Linked DNA regions of Sus scrofa: region 2 is linked to region 1. Evidence: chromatin contacts called from public HiChIP or PLAC-seq data. All regions are on one chromosome and are shown on one strand. Each heading gives the region's core, a stretch centred on a gene start, on an enhancer-like site or on the middle of the called end of the contact. The rest is flanking DNA. Distances are from core to core; before and after follow the strand shown. Region 1 has its middle 91 kb from the start of ZNF516. Region 2 overlaps ZNF516 (zinc finger protein 516).

Region 1 (6,642 bases), core at 1,407-3,906:
GAAAAGAGAGAATGCTTTAAGTGCTCTAAAATGAGGCTTTCACCTGATACTAATTTTCTTCTTAGTTATAAAGGCTATTGTTTGTTTGAACAAAGAGAAATAGGAGCCATGAGTAGCTGTTTACATTATAGGAATGAGGGCACAGAGCCGGGAGGGAGTCCTTCCTCATTAAGGAGCAGGGGACCGTGGGTTACTGGGAAAACGCGGCCTGAAAATGGAAAAAGGAGGCTCAGATTTTATACTCTGACGACCCGGCCAAGAAGCTATATTTATCATCTGTTAAATGCCACTAACCGATTTCAGCTAGATCTAGGTTCAGTGTTAAAATTTAGATGAAACAAGCAGCATCATTAAACAATCAGACAAGGGCCTGATTTTCTTTTTTTAAAAAAGCATAGCAAACCACCCTACAACTCTGGGATCAGTATGTGTAGAAACGTGTAGAGACACCAAGGGGCCAGGCTGAGCACACAGGCACCCAGGCGTCCATGCCACGTGGGGGTCGCCACCCGCCCAAGGAACCGTGGCCTTTCAGGAGGGACCGCCTTTTCTGCAAAAGAGGAGCTCAATAAATATTTATAGAACAAATGAGTGAATGAATTTCACTTGAATTAAACATGATTCGTCTGTGCTCAGCATAATTCACTTTCACTTCAGCGGTCTGAAGCCAGGCTGAAAAGTGTTCTCTGAAACCATAGAGCAGAGAAGTTTCCCCGTGCTGTTGTCCCTGGAGACGCCTCCAACCTGGGCAAGCGGCAGAAGGAAGCCCTAACTCACAGCCGCTTGCCAGAATATTTTTATTAAAGAAGGAACTGCCGTCTGTGTGAACAGCGGATGATGGTATCCAGTGACAGCCTTTGGCCACCATCAGTTTCATGTTCAACCTGGTTGCTCACTGGTTTCAAACTCAGGACACAAGTGACACTAAGGCATCTTTAGTATTATTATTTTTTTTAATCTTTGGGGAACAAACATAAATGGAGGAAAGTAACAAGTACAGATTAAATATGAGGCAGGTCCAGGCTTTTAATATGACTGTTTTTAACTTGCCAGATAATCAGAGCATTAAATGAAGGCGTAATTTGTCAGCCAGAAGCTCCTCTATTGTTCCCTGAAGCAAGTGGCAAGGGGGGGAGGGGGTGTCGGACTAATTCAATTCACTGGGGAACCAGTGTTTACATCCGCGAATCCTAATGGAAAGGCACACAGTTTCCAAACTGGAACAAATAAATAAGGATGCTCTTTGCCACTAAAGTAGGGGAGCCTTGCTGTATCTCTTTCTTGAATGGGGGAAGCCATGTTTTGAAGGACCATTTTCTTCCATGTGGAAATATTTATTTGCTGGCTCCTGCAGTGCTGCCAGGAAGTGCTAAAGCATCTCCTGTTAGAGTTTCAGAAGCAAATTGCTTCTGCACCGTTGTCTTGAGTTGCTGGATTAGGCTGTGTTTTCTCTGCCTCTCCCTGACGACTTCATCAATCTTTTTTTTTTTTTTTTTTTTTTTTTTTACTATAAGAGACTTTCATTTATTGCTCCTAGAAAGCCAGGGGCATCGTAGTGGATTTCTTTGGCAGAATCCTTGTTTCATTATCGAGAACCTGCGATGTGCTGGGGGATGGAGAGAGGTGGGGTCGCCTGACCAGGGCCCTCCTAGGTCCAGCTGTTGCACCAGGGACCCTCCTAGGCTTCCCCCCACCTTGAGCTGAGGGGAAGTGTGCTTTTTTGTGACACACACTGACTTGAATCCTTCAGAGATTTAAAAGATGACCTCTTTGCGCCCACACTTCGCCGTTGCCAGCGGGAAGAAGAGAGTTGCCAGGATTTTTGGCTCCTGAGGCTCTGGGCAAAGGCACAAAATGGGATGGAGGGAGGGGTGTGGGGAGAGGAGGGCTCTCCCAAGTGCCTGTTTTGCCTGGTTTACAAATACGCTTAGGTTGCACTTAGTCCTTGTGCTTTTAAAAGTGAAATTTTGGCATTGTGCAGTTAATCCAGACTAAAGCTCTTTGGTATATTGACTTAAAAGGGCTTCAAATGGCCAAACCTCTGCGGCTTGGGGAACATCTCTGGAAAGGTTCAATGGAGCCATTTTCTAAAGCTTTGTGGCACAAGCCCAGGATTCTCGGCCCCACTGAAGCTGCTGAGGGAAACGGGGTTCTCCCAGCAAAGCTGCCGCTCCTGTCTGGCCGCCTCTGAGTTGACAGGGGAACCGCGAGCGCTGAAGGGCTACAGGCACAGCCATGCAAGCATCTCCTTTGCAGCGAGCAAAACTGCATAATCTCTGTCTGTGTGGCCGCGGCCTCCAGAGAAACTAGCAAGATCCGGAAGAGGCCGAGGAGGCGCGGCCCAGGCCGGCCAGCAGGGGGCGCCACGGGCCCCGCCGAGACAAAGGCCGCCGCGCAGAGCCGGGAAATGGAGGCCGCGCTGGAGCCGCGGGCCCAGGAAGAACTGTTCCCTCCCTGGCCCAGCCGAGCCGCCGCCTAAATCCCAGCCCAGCGCCTCCCTGGTGGGCTGAGCCCACATCTTTACTAGGATGTCGCGGGCATCTGTCCCCTCATCACCAGAGCGGCTGTGAAGCGGGCCGCGATCCTGGGACCCGGGGCCGGCGTCCTCAGGGCCTGAGTGTCCCCTGCTCTGTGCGGCGACAAACCCGAGTCCCGCTGGGCCACCGGCCGGGGCACGTACTCCGGCATGGTGACCTGCCGGGTGGTGGCCTCATTCCAGGCCAGGCGACTGGGCGACCGGGAGAGCAGCCCGCCTTCCGCTCCCGGGAGTTTGCACGATCTGCAGGCACACGCGGCGCAGGCGATCCGTGGATTTTTTAAGGGGCCCCGGCCGCGCTCCGCGACCCTGGAGCCCAGAATGTTAACAAAATTGCTTTCATGTTGCCGGTCACGTGACCGCCGGGGCCCTCCTCCCTATCTCACCTGGTTCAGAACCCGCCCTTCCGTCTTGCAAGGGTATCCCTAGCCTGTGGGCCCGGACGCTGAGCCTGCGAGACTGCTGTCAGGCTCCAGTGCAAGTTGGGTCAAAGAGGCTTGACTGGACCTGCTGGGGGAGCGCAGGGCCTCTAATGAGTCCTCAGTTCACTCCGGCCTTCGGAGAACAAAAAGAGGCCTGTGAGTCATGGCCAGCCAGCTTCTCTCCCTCAAGCCCTAGACACAGGGAAGCATCTCCTCCCAAGCAGGCCACACCTGTGCCAGCTGCGGATGCTCCCGGCCCTGCTCGGCATTCCTGGGCCCTTTTGTCACGCTGCCCCACATGTTTGGGAATTTAATCCACGTTTCACTTTCCCTGGCCACATGGCCTGGTCTTTCCCAATGTTTAGCTGGAAAAAAAAAATCAAAGCCAAGTTTTGGAATTAAACTTCCTGTGTATCTTTGACACATTATAAGAGAGATAGGGAAGAAAGAATTAGGAGCCAGCTTCTGCAGTACTGGTACTTTCCCCTGTGCCCCAGGGAACCAGAGCCCATGCGCCCTCCCCTCCAGAGTTGAGGAAGCGCTGAATATGGTGATTAGGACAGACTGCATTGGATACACTTTCTTTTTTAAGATAAAAGTTTTATTTCAGAGAGAAGCACAAAGCCTCCACTGTCGTGGATAAGCCAGGCCTCGCAGGGACTCAAGGACCTTCCAGAGGGAAACAAAAGGCATTGGCTCTTGATTAAGAAAAGTCAGTGGTGGCCCAGCCCCTGGGGCCTCTCTGTCCCTTCCCTGGGTGCTCACTGCACAGGACTCTGAGCTCTCTCCTCAGGGACAGTTCTGCTCCTTACCTCTCAGACCCCTTACTCCCCCGAAACCCCTCAGCAGATAGGACTGGGTTTACCTCCTGGATTCCCAGGGGGTTCTCACTGGCACCCTGTAGAGCCCCAGCCTTGACCTTCCTCCATGCTTACTTTGGCCCCCTTGGACCTACTCCACTCAAACATCCGATGGCTCCATGTGTATGGATTGAGCACCAAGTGCAGTCCAGAGCACAATTCACTGCCCTGTCTTGGGGCGTAAAACCTACCCTTCCCCTAGTTCACCCTTAACTTGACTTCTCTTTTTTACCCCTCTCTCTATCCATTATCCCCCATAGATGGCATTTTTAACTTCATCCCTCCTTCCTCTTCTTCTTACAAAGTGAAAAGTGAGCATCGTCTCCAAGCCCTAAGCAAACCCTGAAGGACCTTCCCTTTTCTTTACCATCTAAATCTTAAAGGGAACAGGGTTTTTTTGGTTGTTTTGTTTTGTTTTGTTTTTGTCTTTTTATCTTTTCTAGGGCCGTTCCTGCGGCATAGGGAGGTTCCCAGGCTAGGGGTCTAATCGGAGCTATAGCCACTGGCCTACACCAGAGCCACAGCAACGCCAGATCCAAGCCATGTCTGCGACCTACACCACAACTCATGGCAACGCCGGATCCTCAACCCACATCCTCATGGATACTAGTCGGGTTTTTTTCTGTTGCACCACAACAGGAATTCTCTAGGTTTTTTGTTTGGTTTGTTTGTTTGTTTGTTTGTTTTTGCTTTTCCTGTGGGTCAGGAATTTAGCACTGGCTTAAGCTGGTGGTTCTGGCTCAGGATCACTAAAGAGATTGCATGAATGTGTCCCTTGGGGCTGTGGTCACCTGCAGGCCACTTCCAGAATGGTGACTCAACAGCAGGCTGGCTGGTCCTACATCGAGTGAAGTCTGCTCAGGGCTGTTGGTTTGTCCTACTGGTGGCCACCTCCCTCCAGAATGAGTGCGTGATCAGAGTTTAAGGCAGAAGCTGCAGTGTCTTCAGATGCCACAGTTTGGACATCTCACGACATCTTTTCTCCATTAGGCTATTGGTTGGTTACACACTGGGGATGGGAATACCAAGGGGGTGGATACCTGGGGCAAGGCAGCTTGCAGGACCATTTGGGGGCCACAGCAGGACGAAATGAGACTCTGGAAGAGGGAGGAACTATGGCTTTATAGAACCAGCCATGGTTTTCAAACCTTTATCTTTCTTTTTTTAAATTGAAGATTAGTTGATTTACAATGTTGTGTTAGTTTCAGATGTACAGCACAGTGATTCAGTTATATATATATATTTTTTTCAGATTATTTTCCCTTAGAGTGAAAATAATTTTTTATTATTTTAAAATATTTTAATATATTGAATATTTTAATATATTGAGTATATTTTACAATATTGAGCATCATTCCCTATGCTATACAGTAGGTCCTTGTTGCTATCCCTTTTTTAAAGCTGAACCCCTTTATCAAAAACCTTATATCAGAATGGCAGTTTATATAAAATTAAAATAGAGCTGTTCTAGTTTGAGCCACGAAGTCTGCTGGTTTCCCTCCCTAGCACTCCCTTCTTTCCTGTGCACCCCTCCACCCCAGTCAAGCGGTCCTTGAAACTTCTTCAAAGAACAAAGACATGGGCCCAGAGCATGTGAGGAAATGGGCCCTGCCAGGGCACTGGATACTTAGGAACATTTTTTGGAAGGCGGTTTTGCGACATCTATTAAAATTTAAGCGCACGTGTCCTTTGTCTAATCAATATTACTGCTAAGAATCCACCCCACAGGTAAACTTTCATAAATGCACAACTAGGTAGATACAGAGCAACATTTTGGAAACATTTAAATGCCCTTTGATAGAGGACCAGTTAGATGAATAACAGTACAGCAGGATACCAGGCACCTATTTAAAAATTAGTGGGTTTCATATATACTGAAAAGGAGAGATCGATTGTTACATAAAAGAGCAAGCTGCAGAATACCATTTATAGTTTGATCCTCCATATGTGCACATGTATACTTCACAGTCAGAGAGAATTTCTGGAAGACAGTAACATGGTTTCCCTTTGGGAAGTGAGAACGAGGAAAGTGTAGGTCACTGAAGGGATCCAAGAGATCCGTTTTTTTGTTGTTGTTGTTTTGTTCTGTTTTGTTTTGGTTTTTTTTGTCTTTTTGCCATTGTTTGGGCCGCTCCCACGGCATATGGGAGGGAAGCTAGGAGTCTAATCAGAGCTGTAGCCACCGGTCTACACAAAAGCAACAGCAACACGGGATCCGAGCCGCATCTGTGACCTACACCACAGCTCACGCAACGCCGGATCATTAACCCACTGAGCAAGGTCAGGGATCGAACCCACAACCTCATGGTTCCTAGTCAGATTCGTTAACCACTGCGCTTAACCACTGCGCCACGACGGGAACTACCCAGCAAGTGGCCGTTTTTAACTTTACACCATTTAGTATTTTTTGTTTTTATTTTTCATTTTCGAAGCCACAGGTGTGGTATATGGAAGTTCCCAGGCTAGGGGTCGAATTGGAGCTATAGCTGCCAGTCTACGCAACAGCCACAGCAACAAGGGACCTGAACCAGATCTGTTACCTACACCACAGCTCAGGGCAAAGTCAGATCCTTAACCCACTGAGCAAGGCCAGGAATTGAACCCACATCCTCATGGATACTAGTCGGGTTCGTAACCTGCTGACAATGGGAACTCCCACTTAGTATTTTTTAAATTGCTTTCAACCACTTTATGATGATTCACTTTCTTTGATTGAAATGACTTCATATACCATGATATTCACCATTGTGACAAGTATAATTCAATGGTTTTGGATGTCCTGTCTTGGCCCAGCAGAAACGAATCCAACTAGTTACCATGAGGT
Region 2 (6,642 bases), core at 2,241-4,740, 140 kb after region 1:
GTTGCTTTTACTGAAGAGTCATAGATGATAGAAACCCAGGTGCTTCAGCCGGGCTTTTATTTTCTGTAGTGAGGAAAACCACCCCTGTGCATGTCTTATTAAAAAAAAAAGCCAATAAGTGTGTGTTATATTTCCCTTATTAAACATTTATCCAGTTCTCCTGAGCAGTTTGATTATAGGTTTATATGGTATGTATAATGTGAGCATCTGATATCACGAATATGTATGGAGTCAGTAAAAGTGTAGAAAGAATTTGTTTCTCTGATCCTGGAGGGCATTCTGTGCTGAATTTGCACAAACATATATGTGGGAAAATGAAAAATAACACATCATGTATGCATCAGCTTGTATTTTGTATTTCATTCCTTAATCATTTAAGTGGGAAGGAGCAGGACAATATACTGTTATCTGAAAATGCCCCATTTGTGAGCTTTTTTGGATTCTTCTAACAGCTGGTCATATAAAACCTGGGGAACCCAATTGTGTCCCCTGGGTGGCATTTTTAAGATGAGTTCTTGGTTTCCCTTTTGAAAAATACTGACAACAATAGATTTTACTGGTCAGATTTCAGTAATACAATGGTTGCATTTTGGAGTACATTACATGAAATATTACACTGGCCATCATTTTTTTTTTTTTTACGTTGAAGACTAATATTTTTAATTTTGGGGAAAGCTCTTGAGCTTTCTTTCCGTCTATTAGGATGGCAGTGAAATGATGAATAATAAGCTAATCCAGTGGTGCTTTCAAAGTCAAGATGTTGGAAAGATCAAATTTCAGTCACTCTCAACTGGAATTTACTTTTTTTTCTTTCTCAGGTTCATTAAATTTTAGAGATTATCATTTACTTCTTAATGAGATTATATGTATTTTCTGTATATGTAATCTACTTTTTGAGAAATTTTGGTACCTGAGATGATTCCATAACAAGATTCTATGTGGTAGTGAGTTTTAACAAGTTGACAGCAGAATATTGTAGCTTATGGAGAAACTGTAGCAGAAGGGATTTATGGCATGACAGTGGCATAAAATGTTGAAGAACATTGTAGGTCTGCCGTGAGTCACTTTTTGTAAACCCAAAGGACAGTGTCTTTCTTCTTAAAAACACAAGTTTTATATCATAATAGGGTTTTAATGCTCTAGCCGGCATTGAATTGCTGCCCTGTGGATGCCCCTTAAGGAGAGAGATGCATTCTGTGGATTTAATACTCACGAAATTGAGTATTTTGGGATTGGCAAGACCTTGGGAATGGCTACTTTGGAAAAGCAAATGGATATTTTGAATCCTCTATTTTGATCTACAGTGAGCCTTTCTTTTGTTAAAAAACACATTCAGCTTTGGAAAATAACTTGCCTTTCATGTCACTGAATGATTACTTAGATCTTTAAACCATTTAAATGATGCTAAACTCTCATAGAAACTGGATGGGATGACTGGTTAAAATTATGAGAGGAAACAGGTAGAAGTTGAGAGACAAAAGTTCATACCAGTTCTCAGAAGGATGCATTTGGCTACTTGTGGTAGCGAAGTTGACGTTAGAATTTAGATCTTTGTGACCAGTTAAGTCCTCATTGTGCCATAATTTTCCTTAAAGATTTTTTCATGTCCAGGAGTGGATTTGAATGCTGCTCCTGGATCTAGAGATGATTTGCATTATCAGATTAATGGAAAGAAACTCCATTTTTAATTTTTTTTGTGGAACATTCTTTGTTGAGTGTTGCCTTCTACTCCTTGGGAAAGCACTGATTATAACACTACCTTTATTTCCACGTAAGACCAGGTTCCAGCTGCCCTCATTACTGACTTAAAATAGTCTAAGAGAAAAGTTGTGAATAAAATTCAATACCTAAAATGTGTTACTGAGCTAGGTTTAAGTCTTCATTGAGAAACTGGCACCTATAGAAAGTATGTGTTTGGGAGTTTGCATCGTGATGCATCGGAAATGAATCTGATTAGGAACCATGAGGTTTCGGGTTTGATCCCTGGCTTTGCTCAGTGGGCCATGAGCTGTGGTGTAGGTTGCAGCTCGAATCTGACATTGCTGTGGCTCTGGTGTAGGCCAGCGGATACAGCTCCAATTAGACCCCTAGCCTGGAAACGTCCATATGCCGCAGGTGCGGCCCTAAAAAGACAAAAAGGCAAAAAAAAAAAAAAAAAAAAAAAAAAAAGAAATATACGTTTGGAGTTCACAAAAATCATTCTAATTAGGGAAGAGGGGCATCAAAAGGGAATGTAATCGAGATTTGTAAAAATTAACATTTTCAAACCCCAAACAGAGTCAGGGCATTCAGAGGTTCACTAAAGGCAGGAGAATATAGCTTCATAGGTGAACAGGCCAAAGTGGCAGGAACCCTGCTCAGAAAGCGCTGGGGGGACCTAGGAAGGATGGAAGATGCTGAGTGTGTCTTGAGGGATTGAGTTCACAAGGTCCCTGGGCTGTTCTATGTGGGACCTTTGGGAGAAGCCTGACCTCATGTTGGGGGACCCCCACTTGATGCAAAACCTGCTCCTCCTGTTTATCTGTGTGTCACTTTTGCTAAAACTTAGATGACTACCCTCGGTTTTTATTTTTTATTGAAGTGTAATTGCTTTACAATATTATATTAGTTTCAGGTATACAATATAATGATTCAGTATTTTTCTGAAGAGTTATTACAGATAATGGCTATATTTCCCTTGGATTTAACTGTCTTTTGTAATTCCAACCTGTATCACATCAAATTCATAGTCTATTGAACCCACCCTCTCTCTGTATCTGGATAGTGTCTGTAACTTAATTGGTAGTAGAGCCCCAGGTTTTGAAATTGCAAATATAAAATTGTGAATATTTGACTGTTCTTAACTAACAAAGATAGCAAACAGTATGGTTCAACTTAATAGAGTAAAAAGTTCTTAAACCAAATTCGTAGTCTGAAGAATTAAGGAGAGAGTTTTCAGAATTAAAAAAAATATATATAGTCAAGGGAAAGAAAGATCATTAGAAGGAAGAAGTGGGTTTATTTTAGAAAGCTTCGATTTTCTTACATTTCTCTGTTGCTGTCTCCCTGCAGGCCAACATTCTCAGATATTACAGCTCATTTTATTTCTGTCCCAATTGAAAGAAGAGCCACAGTGTTCTGTGTATCAAATGTTGGGCACATGCTTTGAGACTGACCAGTTGTCCATGTTGGTGGTGGGTGAGGCTGGCCAGGCTGTGGTCACCCAGTTCCCAAAAAGGTTAATCAGCCATTTTTTTTCTTTATTCTTTTTCTTTTTCTGGCTAGAACACTGGACAGTCATGAGAATAACTGAAGGAGAAAATGCTGTTAGATCCCTCCCATTGTAGCAGCTTTGGTTGAATGTAGCTAATGAAAGTTAAAGGGTGGAGTTTAGGGTGGGCTGGGGAAGGGGTGTTTGCAATGGTGGTGGGACCTGCTAGGATGGGAAGCTTTAGTTGCTACTTATTCTTAGCATGTACATGGGGCTAGAGCAGAAGGAACTCTAAAGGGACACACTCTCCCCATCATCCTTCTGGCCAGGTCTGCGCAGGGTGAGTGTGTCCTGAGCTGGGAAGCTGGGACCTGCTTGCCGGGCCCCCCTTACCCCCTGGGTCCCGCCTCAGATGCCCCGCGATGGGCAAAGACTTTTGTCTGAACTCAGAACTTCATCAGTGGCCCCAACAAGAGGCTAGAAACAGCACCCCAAAGAAAGGTGTTGGGCATCAAGGAGATAGAAACACAGTAAATGAGGCAAGGGAAGTTCTGCATGCGGATGGGAAACAGAACACATATGACTATGGAGACGCAAGGCAGGCACAGCTGGGAACAAGCCTGAATGTGAATTGAACCTCCAGGGGCCCGGGCTAAGGCAGGGCTTGTCCTGAGGGGATCAGTCCTAAACGGTACCCAGGGCCTGTTCAAAAGGAGCCTACAGAATTGGTGCAGGTGAAGGCAGGAGGCCAGCTCTGCTTGGACACTGTTCACTCCGGCTCTTAGCCTAGCTTCCCCATCACGCCAGTGGCCAGAGGTGCATCTTGAGTGGTGCCTGGTAAACGTCCACATGCAGCTTGCTCGGCCGCTCATGATGCTGGCACAGGTGCCAGGCTGCGTGTGAGATGCGCTGTGCCAGGTGCCCATGAGAGTCTGGGGCACAGGACTGGGACAGGGCCCGGTGAGAAGGGGGCTCAAGACAGTGGCGATGAAGATGAAGGGAGAGCAGGTCGACTCCAGATTGAGAAGAGGGGCCACAAATTGCGACAGGTCCTTTAAGCAGACCGTGAGGGTGACACCATCCTTAGTGTTTTATACTGTACTGAACACTGACAAATTTAGCTGGGAATAAAGTGAGAATTGAAAACCTTTATATTAATTCTTATTCAGTATAAATATGCAGTGAAGTTCTTTAAGAAAAAAAATATTCAGATGCGCTTGACAGCCGCCTGCAGAATGCCCTCTGGTTTAGTCGGCATCTTAGCAACCAGAACCAGCCTCCGTCAGCGCGTGCACGGAGACGACGTTAATTGTCCATGTGGCACTGTGATCCCCTGGTGTGCCTCTGCATCATCGAAAGAAGATTGAATTACGAGGAGAGTAGCGCCTTCGAAGTGTGGTTTGTTGTATTCTGATTCTTCCAACATTGATCATCTGTGCGTGGCGGGCGTGCTGATATTTGCCTGGACAGAATGTTGCACCCCCAGCCTTCCAGAATGAATTTATTACGCTGTGAACTGGTCAGACTCTGGAGATTAGACTTGGTTTTCTCTCTCTTGCTGAGAGAGACACGAAAGGTCCACATCCTCAGGGTTGTGAGACAGACACCGTTCAGACACTTTGGTTTATTTGCAAAATGCGAACACTCGATTTGTTTTCTCTCTGTCTCTCACACAAAATAGAACTATAGATTTAGAGCTGGTAGGGAGCTGGGGGGTGTTTGGGCTGCCTGAGTTGTAGCAGTGAGGAAGCCAGGGTGCAGGGGAGTCGTTGTCACTTGCCTGGAGCCACTGGTGTGTTTATTGTCCAAGGACAGTGTAGTTGGTAAAAGGCACAGGAGGCGGGTCGCCAGGTTGTAGGTCTCCTTTTGCAATAACTCTCTGTGCCTCCAGTGGGCTCCTCAACCCCTACACGTCGGCTTCCGGGGTTGCCATAGAGGACCAGTTTCCGAGCCACCAGGGTCATGGCCACTGCATTCCCTGTATGATGGCTGGTATGGCTTGGGCATCCTGTTCACATAGCTCCTATAGACACTGGCGTAAACACCAGAACTGGGGTCCACAGGGTCCATGTCCCAGCCCAGGAAAGTGTCTTTCCTGGCTTGTCATGTGAGAGGCAGAAGCCTGTGGTCCCCGTACAGGGCTCCAGATCCCCAGTATGCAGTCGCGCCCACCCAGAGGCTGCTGAGATGGAGACCGTCCTGCTGTGCTCCGCAGAAGCCGATCCCAGGAGGGTGGGATTCTCATCTCCTATAACCAGGAGGCAGCTCGCGGTGAACATGGAGTGGGCGTTATCTGAAGGCGAAATGAATGATCTTCCTGGATTCCAGTGAAACTGCATGGGCTGTGTGTACAGTCTTATTGGATGTGACAGCTTTGCAGTCACTTCCCTCTCTGCTTCCCATCTTCAGTTCTGTTATTATTTCAGTCCCACTGGCCTGCTGGCTTTAGCTTTCTCATCTGCAGTGTGGAGGGTGCTGGCTGCAATTTTCAGCTCCTTCCCTGTGGTTCACATGTCAGCTTTGCCATTTTGTTATGAAAGGAAACTTGGGTTCCTCGCTTCAGACGTGAGCTTGTGACTTCTGATGTGATGTGTAAGACCCTCTTTTCTAGATATTCTCCTTCAGCGGTGAGTGGAAACAACCGGATTTGGTCTCTTGAGGTATGGCCTTACACATCAAGAGGTAGATTGAACTGATTTTGCTTCTGAAGCATCACTTGCTCATCAGCAGGGGGCACATGCCTGTCAGCTCTGAGGGAAGTTGACCCCGGGCTGTGGAAGTGAATTTCACACCTGCTGAGCTGGGGTCCGACCCTGAGATGGTGTCATGTCCCAGGTGTCCTAGACACACGTTACTCCAGCCAGCACTGACACCCTGCCCTGTTCATGATCCTAGGCATGATCATGAACCTGGGGTGATGCATCTGACTGCACCCCCTTCTTTGTACCAGTTGTTGAAAGTGCAGATTCAGGCATGTGGCTGTTCTTCTCACCCTTTGATGCTGCCATTGTAAGGCGAGGACTTGCAGCGCCTCACGCTGGCTTCCTAGGACCACAGCCATGGCCTCACCTTCAACTTCACTGCACCCCGAATGCCCTGCTTATAGCTTCCCATTGGCCCTCCCCTGGCCTGAGCACCATGTTTTGACACCACTCTCTCTGGAGACTGGGACTCCCTCCCGCCTAGACTCTCGCTTCCAGGCCTTGACCCTTTGTTCCTGGAATTTGGGCATCTTAGTTTCACGGCATCGGCTTCGTGCCACACATGACCTGTATATCCCTCTTGTGGAACTGTGCTTGGGCGGGCAAGGCCCGCTTGTCCATTCTGACCTCCCTGGTGATCCTGACCTCACAGTAGCCGGCAGCCCCTCCTGGAGGCTGTTTGGGTCCATCCTCTGTCTGCAGTGGCCCCAAGGAGAGTGTGGCATCTTGTTTGTGGTGGAGTGGTGCCCA

What was found. HiChIP or PLAC-seq counts read pairs in DNA pulled down with a chosen protein or histone mark.
Region 2: an H3K27ac HiChIP or PLAC-seq map of skeletal muscle shows a contact between it and region 1. The contact joins two enhancer-like sites. A contact is called at or near these places in 7 of 47 Hi-C or Micro-C datasets (heart right ventricle, liver, retroperitoneal adipose tissue and 2 more) and 2 of 2 datasets of contacts at active chromatin or transcription factors (alveolar macrophages and skeletal muscle).

The regions. Positions count from the first base shown.
Region 1 is chr1:147,893,210-147,899,851 of Sscrofa11.1, forward strand. No RefSeq gene overlaps it. Among named protein-coding and RNA genes, the nearest start is that of ZNF516, 91 kb to the right of the region's middle. Within about 2 kb of position 2,657, at least 56 of the 83 cell types and tissues checked have an H3K27ac peak or open chromatin away from gene starts, as enhancers often do. A contact at or near this core is called in skeletal muscle, where this site is marked.
Region 2 is chr1:148,036,186-148,042,827 of Sscrofa11.1, forward strand. All of the region lies in intron 2 of ZNF516 (zinc finger protein 516), which reads left to right. Among named protein-coding and RNA genes, the nearest start is that of ZNF516, 52 kb to the left of the region's middle. Within about 2 kb of position 3,491, at least 3 of the 83 cell types and tissues checked have an H3K27ac peak or open chromatin away from gene starts, as enhancers often do. A contact at or near this core is called in skeletal muscle, where this site is marked.